Linked DNA regions of Gossypium hirsutum: region 2 is linked to region 1. A link is a contact called in public Hi-C data. All regions are on one chromosome and are shown on one strand. Each heading gives the region's core, a stretch centred on a gene start, on an enhancer-like site or on the middle of the called end of the contact. The rest is flanking DNA. Distances are from core to core; before and after follow the strand shown.

Evidence for each region. A called contact is a pair of places that touch in the nucleus more often than the background predicts.
Region 2: a Hi-C map of leaf shows a contact between it and region 1, with 2.1 times the contacts expected there. The contact joins the promoter of LOC107901605 here to the promoter of LOC107901601 in region 1. A contact is called at or near these places in 2 of 34 Hi-C or Micro-C datasets (hypocotyl and leaf).

What each region holds. Positions count from the first base shown.
Region 1 is chrD06:22,999,896-23,005,427 of Gossypium_hirsutum_v2.1, reverse strand. LOC107901601 reads left to right here and starts at 1,548. Exons shown (of 2, transcript XM_016827666.2): 1 at 1,548-1,774; 2 at 1,899-2,195. The coding sequence starts at 1,645. The coding sequence ends at 2,143. It overlaps LOC121218317 (a long non-coding RNA gene), which reads right to left and starts at 426. Exons shown (of 2, transcript XR_005914548.1): 1 at 347-426; 2 at 1-4.
Region 2 is chrD06:23,166,049-23,171,113 of Gossypium_hirsutum_v2.1, reverse strand. LOC107901605 (DEAD-box ATP-dependent RNA helicase 15) reads right to left here and starts at 1,949. Exons shown (of 12, transcript XM_016827672.2): 1 at 1,719-1,949; 2 at 1,479-1,598; 3 at 843-943; 4 at 325-497; 5 at 1-207. The coding sequence starts at 1,594.

The sequences.
Region 1 (5,532 bases), core at 299-2,798:
TTTACTAGGAAAGAAGAAAGAGAAACAAATAAAGAAAAAAACAAGGGAAATCTTTTAATATTAAGAGAAAAATAAAAATTACATTCGGGCATTTGAGTCAAAGACTTAGATTAGTTGTCCTCGAATATGAATTTGATAGGCTTAAACCATCAAATCAGATTTCTTTTAATGGAAACAATTTTGATGGAATGAAAATAAATGAGATAAAATAATCAAAATTAATATAAGGATCACTATAATTCAGGGATAAAATGATATTAAGCTTAAATATATTTATATGTTTACATATATAAAAAATATTTAAAAGAATATCGATAACCTTAAAATGTGATACTATAGTAATTACCTGAATCCCAGTCACCTTAGGATTTAGGAAGGGGTGAACCAACAATTCCCACGAGAGTTTTTCTCATTTTTTAGGTTCTTGGGAATGCAAAATAAGGTTTCATTTATATATCCTTTTTTACTTTCCAGGCTGGCAAAGGCATTCCTCGAAATTGGTAAGGTATATTCTTTAACCTTGTCGGACATGGCTAATCAACCGCCCCCGTCTCTATATGCTTCGGTTAAAATATACACTTTAAATAAAGTGGAGGAAAAAGTATTAACTAAAGTTTGACATTTAAATTTTATTTATTTAAAATTTTTAAAATTCTATACACACTATTAATATCTCAAATTAAAATTCAACATTAATATATTTGTTATATCTCTATCAATTTAAATTTGGTTAGATTTTCTACAGAATTTTATATGTATTTATGAGATCAAATATGAAATTCTGCTTACTCACTTTAAATTGAGTATCCGTTTCCCTCCCTTTTCTACTAAGATTGAAAATCATGTATTTTACATATCTATACGATTGAGTCTTTGAATTTTCGAAATAGTGTAAAAAGAAGTGCTTCGAATCATTGCTATTTGACTTGGACCTGTTCTAAAAGAGTGGAGGCATTTCGAATTGTTTGTTGACACGGACAAAGACAGGAAAAACCTCAGAAATTATTTCAATATTGAACCTTGGACACATCATAGTTCCAATGTCGATTAGTAAAGAGATTTCTCTCCACTCAAAATTTTAATACATTAAGCATTCATTTTGAATCTCTTTACCTATCCGACTATTAATTTTAAAATAAATGAATCAGTTTCTTTCAACACTACCCCTCTCCTTCTCCACCTCTATTAATACGGAATAATATTTATACAGTCATATTATTTTCAAAAACAATTTATCATTCATAATATAAACATAATAATAAGTAAATTTTGAAGGAAAATAATAATTATATCAACCATTGAATTAGAATTTTTAAATAAAAGTAACATGATTTAATTATTATAAAGTATTCAAAATAAAGATACCAGTTATATAAAAAATTTCCCCGACAATGGCTTTTCATTTGTCCTTAGTTGCCTTGGGATTCCTTTTGAGCAGCACCCTATCACATGCATGAGCATTTAAAAGTAGCTTTATCCCATGATTTAATCAAACATTATAAGCATATCTTTTGAAAATAAAATAACGTGTGCATTATTCCTTAATGATTTATTATAAATACCGGGCATCAAAGCTAATTAAAGAAACAATTCAAAGGGCTAAAAAAAGTAGCCCAAGGGGAAAAAATTGCTAGTGGAAAGAAAATGAAGAGAAGGGTTTTTCAATGGATCATTTTCATAATTTTATGTTTCTTAAGTGAAAGAGCTTTCATCTCACCATCAGAGGCTGCTGTCAATGATCTCAAGCCCTTGATGAAGGAAAAACAACTCAAAGGTAAGTTTTTTTTTTTCTTTTGCTTTGAGAAAGGAATTTTAAATTTTGTAAATGGAAAAAGTAGATCACGAAATTTAATATTTGGTCATCAATTAAGAAACCCATTTAATTTTTTTTCATGCAGATGTTTTGGAGTGGCATGAAAAAACAATCAAGGGTTGGCATGAAGCACTTCATTTGAAGATGGTTCAAAGAGAAAAGAAAGTAATTATTGAGCAAAAGAAGAAAGGAGGGAAAGCAGGAGGAAGCTATGGCGGTGGAAGTCTTCTTCGACCTCGTGCCAAAAAGAGTGCAGCAAATTTTCTCCATCCAACAACATTCCTTAGATTTCTATTACTTGGGTTAATCCCCGCCATGTTCTTCTTTTGATAACTTGGATATAAGCCCTTGATTATATATACATATATGTGTACCCCTCAAATATAAAGTGTTGGTCATTTTTTGATTTTTTTAAATTATCATTTGGAATTTTATTCAATTAATCAACAATAAAGCGCAAGCAACAAACAGGCAAAACAATAAAATTGGGCTAACCCAATCAGCCCAATAATCCAGCAAAGAAAGGAGCTTGCTCTTGAAGCATCCAAGCAACTAGCCTAAGCAATTAATGCAGCACAACTAAGATCCAACAACTGGATAGTAACCCCTCAATAATTTATCTTTTTTTTTTCCAATAACTAGAAACCATCCGACTTCCATTTCATCTCTATTCTCCAGATGCTTCTTGTCCCCCAACTTGCCAAACTATGCAAAAACTCAGACCAACAACACCATCCCCCTATGATCTCTTTCCACTTATTCTCTAACATACTCAAGAAACCCATTTCTCATCAAGCATCGATTCCCTTTTTTCAGACCTTTTGTACCTTTCTTTCTGTATTTTTTTTTTTACAATAGAAAGGGCATCTCCTTCAACTTCGACCGCCGTAAACCCCAAATCCAGGCCCAGTTGAATACTTTGAACGCATGCAATAGCCTCCGCCGCGAACACCGATGGTACATTTTCATTTAACTCAACCGTGAAACTCAATACCCGCCCCATAGAATCTCTGATTGCAATCCCTGAGCAAGATTTGTTTTCATGTTTTCTGTATGCTGCATCAAAGTTTATTTTCACAAATGGGTTCTCCGATAGCTGCCACTTTTCCAATTCCATTCTTTGAACATGTATGGAATTATTCAACCCATCTAGTTTATAAACATAATTCCTAATAAAATCTGTTATGGCTAAAGCTATTTTCCTTTGCCCCTCATGCACCAATTTGTTTCATTCAGCCCATATTTCCCATAAAGCATAGACAAAAAGACAACATTGAATGGTGGAATTGTTCTAAAAAAACCAGGTAACCCAGTACATAAACTCCATGTATAATACTGAATCTCGCCAATTCCAATTCAACTGATGCCACATTTCTTTTGTCACAGGACAATCATGCAGAGCATGTTCTCTGGATTCAACCTTTCCTGCGATATGGGGCATATTATTGTATTTCTTGATCTTTTGTATTGTAGATTAAATAGAGTAGGAAATTATTATTTTTTAGAAACACTAAGGCCACGTTTGGTTTGCTCTATTAGATTAGAGGTGTAATGGAATAGAGGCGTAATAGTAATCTTGTGTTTGGTTGAATGAAATAGAGGTGTAATAGAATAATGGAAAAAACTAAAATAACTAGAATACCTTAGCATAAATTTATTTTGGTAAATATTATTGTTATTGTTATTTAAATTTTAATAAGATTATTATTATCAATAATAAATAATTTAATCATATTTAAATATAATAATGATTAAATATATTAAATATATTATAATTAAAATATATAATTTAATAAAATTCTTAATAATTAATATTCTTATATGAATTTACTCAAATCATAATATATGATACTATAAAAGATAATTTGAAATGATTAATATTAAATATATTTTAATTAAAATATATGATTTAATAAAATTTAAAATAGTTATAACTAATAAATTATCTTATATGAATTTGTATAATTTAAAATAATTATTATTATATATAATTTAATAATAATATATAATTTCATAAAATTATTGATAATAATTTTTCTTATATGAATTTATACAATTTAAAATAATTAATATTAAATATAATTTAATAATGATATATAATTTCATAAAATTCTTAATAATAAAATGTTCTTATATGAATTTACTAAAATCAAAATATAACTTGAGAATTATATTCTGCATAAACATAATTAACTTATATTAAGAAAAGGTTAGATGAAAATGAAATTCTACATCATAATCCATATGTTATATAGTTTTACAACATCAAAAAGTTTGAACATCGATTTTTAATGGTGAGAAAGAAATCTTCTGACCCATTCTAATCGCGCAACAGAAGGTAAACTAAAGAAAACGATCATTTGAGTTGGATGATCTGGAATTTTACTCAGAGCTTCATACCGCTGATCGTCGGATAAACCTTCAATTTCCCATAAGGTTGAATATAAATTAGAAGCTTTCTCTTCCATCTTTTGATATTCTTCTGACTTTTGCTGAACTACCACCTCGGAGGCAATACTCCTACTGATTTGATCGCCAACGGCCTTGATGTTTTCGGCCAACAAAGTGACAGCCTCATCAAATGAAGAATACACATTATCACGAGCATCAAATTTCTTCTTTCTCTTGTTTGAAGATGAGGAACCCCCTTGGTCTCTATCTCCTCGCGGTTCTGTACCAGAAACATCCATGTCGTTTAAAGAGACGTCAGCTTCGCAGTCATAGAATGTGTTTATCTCTTCATTCATATCTGTAGTAGGTACATCCTCAGCATGTATTTCTTTAAGAACATCAGCAGTTGTTTGAGCGTCTTTCCCAATCGCTCGATCTCTTGCGATATGGCAGTAAGCTGGTTGTAGTAAGGGAAAGAACGATGTCTGAACTGAGCGGCTTCTTTGTGACTCTAAAAAAAATGAGGAAATCATATTAGTTATAAGTTTTGTAAAAAAAACAAATAAATACTTGAAATACATTTTACCTTTACATAGGATTCCCAAACTGCATCTTCAGCAACAACGAGCTGCCTATGCTCGTCCCAACCAAAACCGCTATTGTTTTGGCCATTAAGCATGTCATAGACGACTGACCATTCCCTTTTTAGGCACCTAATCCGAGATTCAACATTGCATTTGGTAAAACCTTTTGTAGCATCTTTTCCAACTCGTTCAAATAACCGGCTTTGAACCCGGTATCAGCATTAAATGTTCCTACATTGTGCAAGTCCACCATGCAAGAAACCAATGCTGCATCTTCTTTTGGAACCCATTTTCTTTTGCTTCCTCGAGAAGCTTGAGAAGAAGCATGTGATTGTGGAACACCTAACATAATTATCTTAAAAAAAAACAAATTAACATTATTTACTATTTTTAATATCATGAATCAAAAGGTGAACAGTTTATAATATTATATCGTTAGTTCAATATCATGAATCAAAAGCTCAATACTAAATTTAAAATTATAACACATGCTGAATGAAAAGATAATTAAATTATAATTCAACAAAGTTTAGTACAATACAAAATTTTAATCAAACACCACCAAAGTTTCATAAACTAGATACATAAAATGACATCAACTAATCAATTTAAACTCAATTTGTCCCTAAACCTAACTAATTTCTAGATGCTTGCCATTCATCGAACATTTGGTTGGCTAGTTCCATCCTCCAAGTAGCCCAAGCATCCGATGGATGAATATTTGTGATATTCGATTCATCATCA
Region 2 (5,065 bases), core at 700-3,199, 170 kb before region 1:
TTCATCAAGAATGAAATGCCTGACATTCTTCAATGAAAGGTCCTTGTCTCTAGCCAGAGCCAATATCCTTCCAGGTGTCCCAACAACAATGTGGGGGCATTCATTTTTCAGCAGATCTTTGTGTACTTTGACATTGACACCACCATAGAAGACAGCAACCTTAATATCAGGCAGGTAAGTACTGAACCTCTCGAACTCATGACAAATCTACCAAGTTACGGGGATAACTAAAATGAGATGACATATATCATATAACCTCAAGAATGTAGAAAGAAATTTTATGACCAGAAAGCTTAAAGAAAAAGATGCAGAACATGTTCTAACCTGATAAGCTAACTCTCTTGTATGGCATAAAACGAGAGCAATAACTTGTCCCGGAGTTGGCTCAATCCGCTGTAATGATGACAAAACAAAAACCGCAGTCTTTCCCATCCCTGATTTAGCTTGGCAAATGACATCCATACCCAGTATAGCTTGGGGAATACATTCATGTTGCACTGATGAACCAAAGAAAAGAGCATCAAGGAATCCAGGGTAAGTAAAATATAACCTCCGTGATCCTTTTAATTTAACTTTATGATAGTTGCATATTACCTGCAAAAACAATGCATCAAAATAGAGGTTTTAAGCTGAACAAGAAATTCACATTAAACATACACAAAAGGGGCTACAAATCTAATTGGACATTTTGAGTAGAATCACAAGCTTGAGAAAATAACAATAAAACTGCCAAAGAGCAAGCCATCAATGTAATTTAAATTGCAATTTTGGTTCTAGGAACGGAACTACATATATGTTTTAACAAATATATAGAAAGGAAAGAGTAAGAGTCAGAAACTTGCCTTCGGAAGGGTGCTCAAACCCAGAGTCAACAATTGCCCGAAGAAGCTCTGGCTTCAAAAGGAAGTCTCTGAATCCTGAACTGTGAATCCCAACATAGCCCCTACAGAAGAAAAGGAGAATATATTAATTACCATCATTTACGAAAGCAAAATAAAATCATTTGAGACCAAAGAAAAATAAAATTGACGCAACTAGTATATGTTCTAACCTTCTGTTACCAGAAATCGCTCTCTCCCTAACGATTCTCAAATTCAGCATGCAAGTTCACAATCAGAGATCACTAACGATCCAATTCAGTAAAACTAATGTTCCCATTAGCATATAGTTTATTATAAAATTATTGATTAAAAGAAACAATTCACAAAAAAAAATTATTTATATAGAATTATGTATTTATATAAACACAAAAACTACATATATTTAAGTTCCAATAAATCGTAATCCATTCTACTAAAAGAATCTATCGAATTTAATTTTTTAGAAGTGAATTGTACTCTAGTTTTCATTCCCGGTACTGGACCGATCCGCATTACACGTAACTTGTTCTAAGCAAAGTTCGTTCGTTCTCATATGAGAACTAATATAATTTAAATAGAAAATGAACAGGGAGTAATAAAGAGAAAGTAAAAACTCACTTCTTCCCGGCCTCGCCGTTGACTTTAGCAGTGACGGAGTCAGGTGCTTTCTCTTCTTCTTCCTCGTAGTCGAGAAGCTCTTCCTCGTAAGCATCGTTGTCCCTCGTTTCTCCCATTCTTCTACAAATCCCAATAACAAATAATTAGGGTTTTAGCAAAGTAGGAGATCGAAGAGTAACTGAAAACAAGGTCCTCATAAAATCAAATTTCAAAGAAAGATTGTAGATTTGGAAGACTTACCTGAGAAGTTAATTGAAAGAGGAGGAAAATTTGGGGTTTAGGTTTAGGGTTCAAAGAGATTCTGCAAAGGAAAAAGGTTAGCCCTGAAAGTGGAAGAAAGAAGAGATTTAGATTTGGAAAAATAGAGAGAGAAAATAGGGTTTTCGGGTTCGACTATCGATCCTCAATATTGCCGGAAATGACCTCGCTTCTTCTCAGTATTTACCATCTTCTACTGCTCTCCCTAGTTGGACATTGCGTTCGAATTTTGAACATCTTTACCCTTTATTAAAAAAAATGGAAATTAAATTCATTTTGATATTTATATTTTCATTTTCATGTTTAAATTTGGTAATTAAGTCTATTTTAATTTTAAATTTGATAGTATTGTGTCATTATTTAAAATTTTAAAATATATATTTTATTAAAATTTTAGGTGTTGCGTTATTAAATTTTGATGAAATATAATTTAATGACTAAAATGAATTTAATTATCAATATTAAATATCAAAGTAGATAAAAGAATACAAATATTAAAGTGGGACTAGAAGTTATATCAACCCTTTTTAGATTTTTAAGTATTTTGCATTGTTATAAAAAGTACTTTCAAAAGTGAAAAGGATTACTTAGATATTATATTTCAAAGTAAAAATAAGTTAATATTTAAATCATATTTTTAAACCATTAATATAAAATATTTAAAACTTTTAGTTTGAATGTATAAACCATATTTATCATTTATCATTTATCATTTATAATCTATAATTATGTAATGTGAAACTCAAATTAGCTTTTGAAAAATCAAAAGATAGAATTTTCATTTTTTTTATTTTAGTTTGAAAAAATAATTTTTAAATAAAAACTTATTATTTACAGCATTATTTAAAGGATAAGAATTTGGTTTGGCTTGAAAAACCCCCATTTGAAAAGAAATGCTAAATGCAATCTAAATTTTATTTAGACAAAAAATTTGATGGGCTTTTACCAATTTCATGCAATATAGTTAGTAGTAGCGCTGTGCAAGAAAAATTGAAAATCATCCAAATTAAAGTATTTGACTAGTTTATAGAATACAAATTTGAAAATTATAATTATTCGAACCCGAATTAAATTTTATTTTTATTTAATATATAATTAATGTATATTTTTTATTATATAAAAATGAATATTTTATATTTAAAATAGTGAAAATAATTTAAAAGTTCTTGAAATATTATTGTTTTTAGAAATATTTATGAAAAAAATTTTAAAATTTTGTATAATAATATTCAAAAATCATAAAAAAAGTTTATTTTGTTAAAATAAGTCAAAATTAAAAATTAAAAATTAAAATAAAAAAATGAGAACCAAATCGAATTATGACAAATGGTTCAAAAAATCTATAAAAAAAAACTCGACCAAATTGAGCTAATATCACTCCTAGTTAGAGGTGTCCATGGGTCGGACCAAGTCCAACAAAAAATTAAGTCTTGTTTGTTAGGCCTGAGCCTGACCCAAAAATGGGCCTAAAATATTGCCCAAGTTCGACTCGGATAAAAATGCTAAAACTCAAGCCCGGCCCAGCTATATTAATTTTTAAAAATATATATATAATACATCAAAAATACTAAAAGCATTAAAATAAATATTTCCCCACAAATTGAAAATAAATTTAAAAAGTATGTATACTTAAACAACACTCAGATATGTGTAATTTAACAAATAAATATCTCTAAAATAATAACAAATTCAACAATAAAATAAGAGTTATACAGTATCTAAATAATAACAACAAAATAGTAACAACATAATTATGAAATTGTAGCAAATAGTGAAAAAAAAACAAGAAAATAGCAAGAAAATAATAATAAAAAGTAAGAAAATAATAAACAAACATCTTTCTTTTTTTGCATATTCGGGCCAGGCCGGATCGGGCTCGGGTCAAAAAAATCTTACCCGAGACCTGACCCGTTTTCTAAATGGGTCTTATTTTTTTGCCCAAGTCCATTTTTCAGTCTTATATTTTTACTCAAACCCTCTCATTTTTTTGGTAGGCCTTCAGACTCGACCCGGTCCATAGATAAGTCTACTCCTTGTCTGTACTTATGCATACAAGTTGATTTCAATTAATACAAAATTTTGATATTTTAAATAATTTTTTTTAAATTTTTTTATTTTATCATTTTTTAATAATTACATAAAATTAAACATAATTAATAAATTAAGTATTAAACCTAATTATTATTTTTAAAATTTATATTTACATAAAAACATATTTATACATTATGTTAAAATAACATTTGGTACTTGATTTTAGGGGTGTTCATACTTCGGTTAAAATCGAATTAACCGACCGAACCGGTCTAATTCGATTAATCGGTTGATGGCCGAATTTAATTCGACCGGAAGTCAGTTAATGATTTTTTAGAATTTCAGTTATCGGTTAATTTGGTCTGAAATTGGAAAATTAATCGAATTAACTGATATATTTGTTGTTTTCAAGACTTATATAGTGCTTGGTTGTTAACTTTCAAGACCTATGTAATGTTTCTAATGTCTTATTTGTTGTTTTCACCTCCATTTAAAGTTTTTTGAATTATTAAATAAAAGAAATAAACATTAGTAATGTATTTTTTATATGTTTTATACTTATTTTAACCAAAAGACAAAAACATATAAATTTCGGTTTGGTTAGTGTATTTTAAAAAAAATTCGGTTTGATTAACGATTAAAGATTTTTACATTTCGGATAATTCGATTAATAGTAATTTAGTTCAAGTATTAACCGAACGGACCATTTGAACTTGACTTTACTTTAATGTTTAATTTTGGTACCTAAATTTTTTATCCAAATAAACACAAATTTTAATTTTCGCCACATTTTAGTCCATTTTTGTAATACAATTAAAATGAGATTACATGACCAATTAGGTTTGTCCAAATAGAATGTACTTACCACATCAGCAAACACCTTAAAAAAATCTAAACAACTAGGAAATTTTGAAAAATTAAAATATATATAATCAACCACTTTGATAAACTTCGAAAAAAATAATCAAAATTTTAGAAAATTTAAAAATATATATAAAAAAATCATGAAAATGTATAAAAAATTATAATATATGTAAATTAAAAATGGATTAAAATGTGTGACAAAAAATAAATTTGAATACCAATTTGGATTGAAAAAAGTTAGTTATCAAATTAAATATTGAAGCCAAAGTCAAGTATTAATTTCTATATCAACCCTTTTACATACTTAATTGATATACATATACATATACATATATTTTTATTATATTTAAGTTTTTGATTGAGTTGGTATTACAAGTTACCTGGATACTATCTCAATTGGTGTTATTAGTGTATTTTTATCTTTTAATATCTTT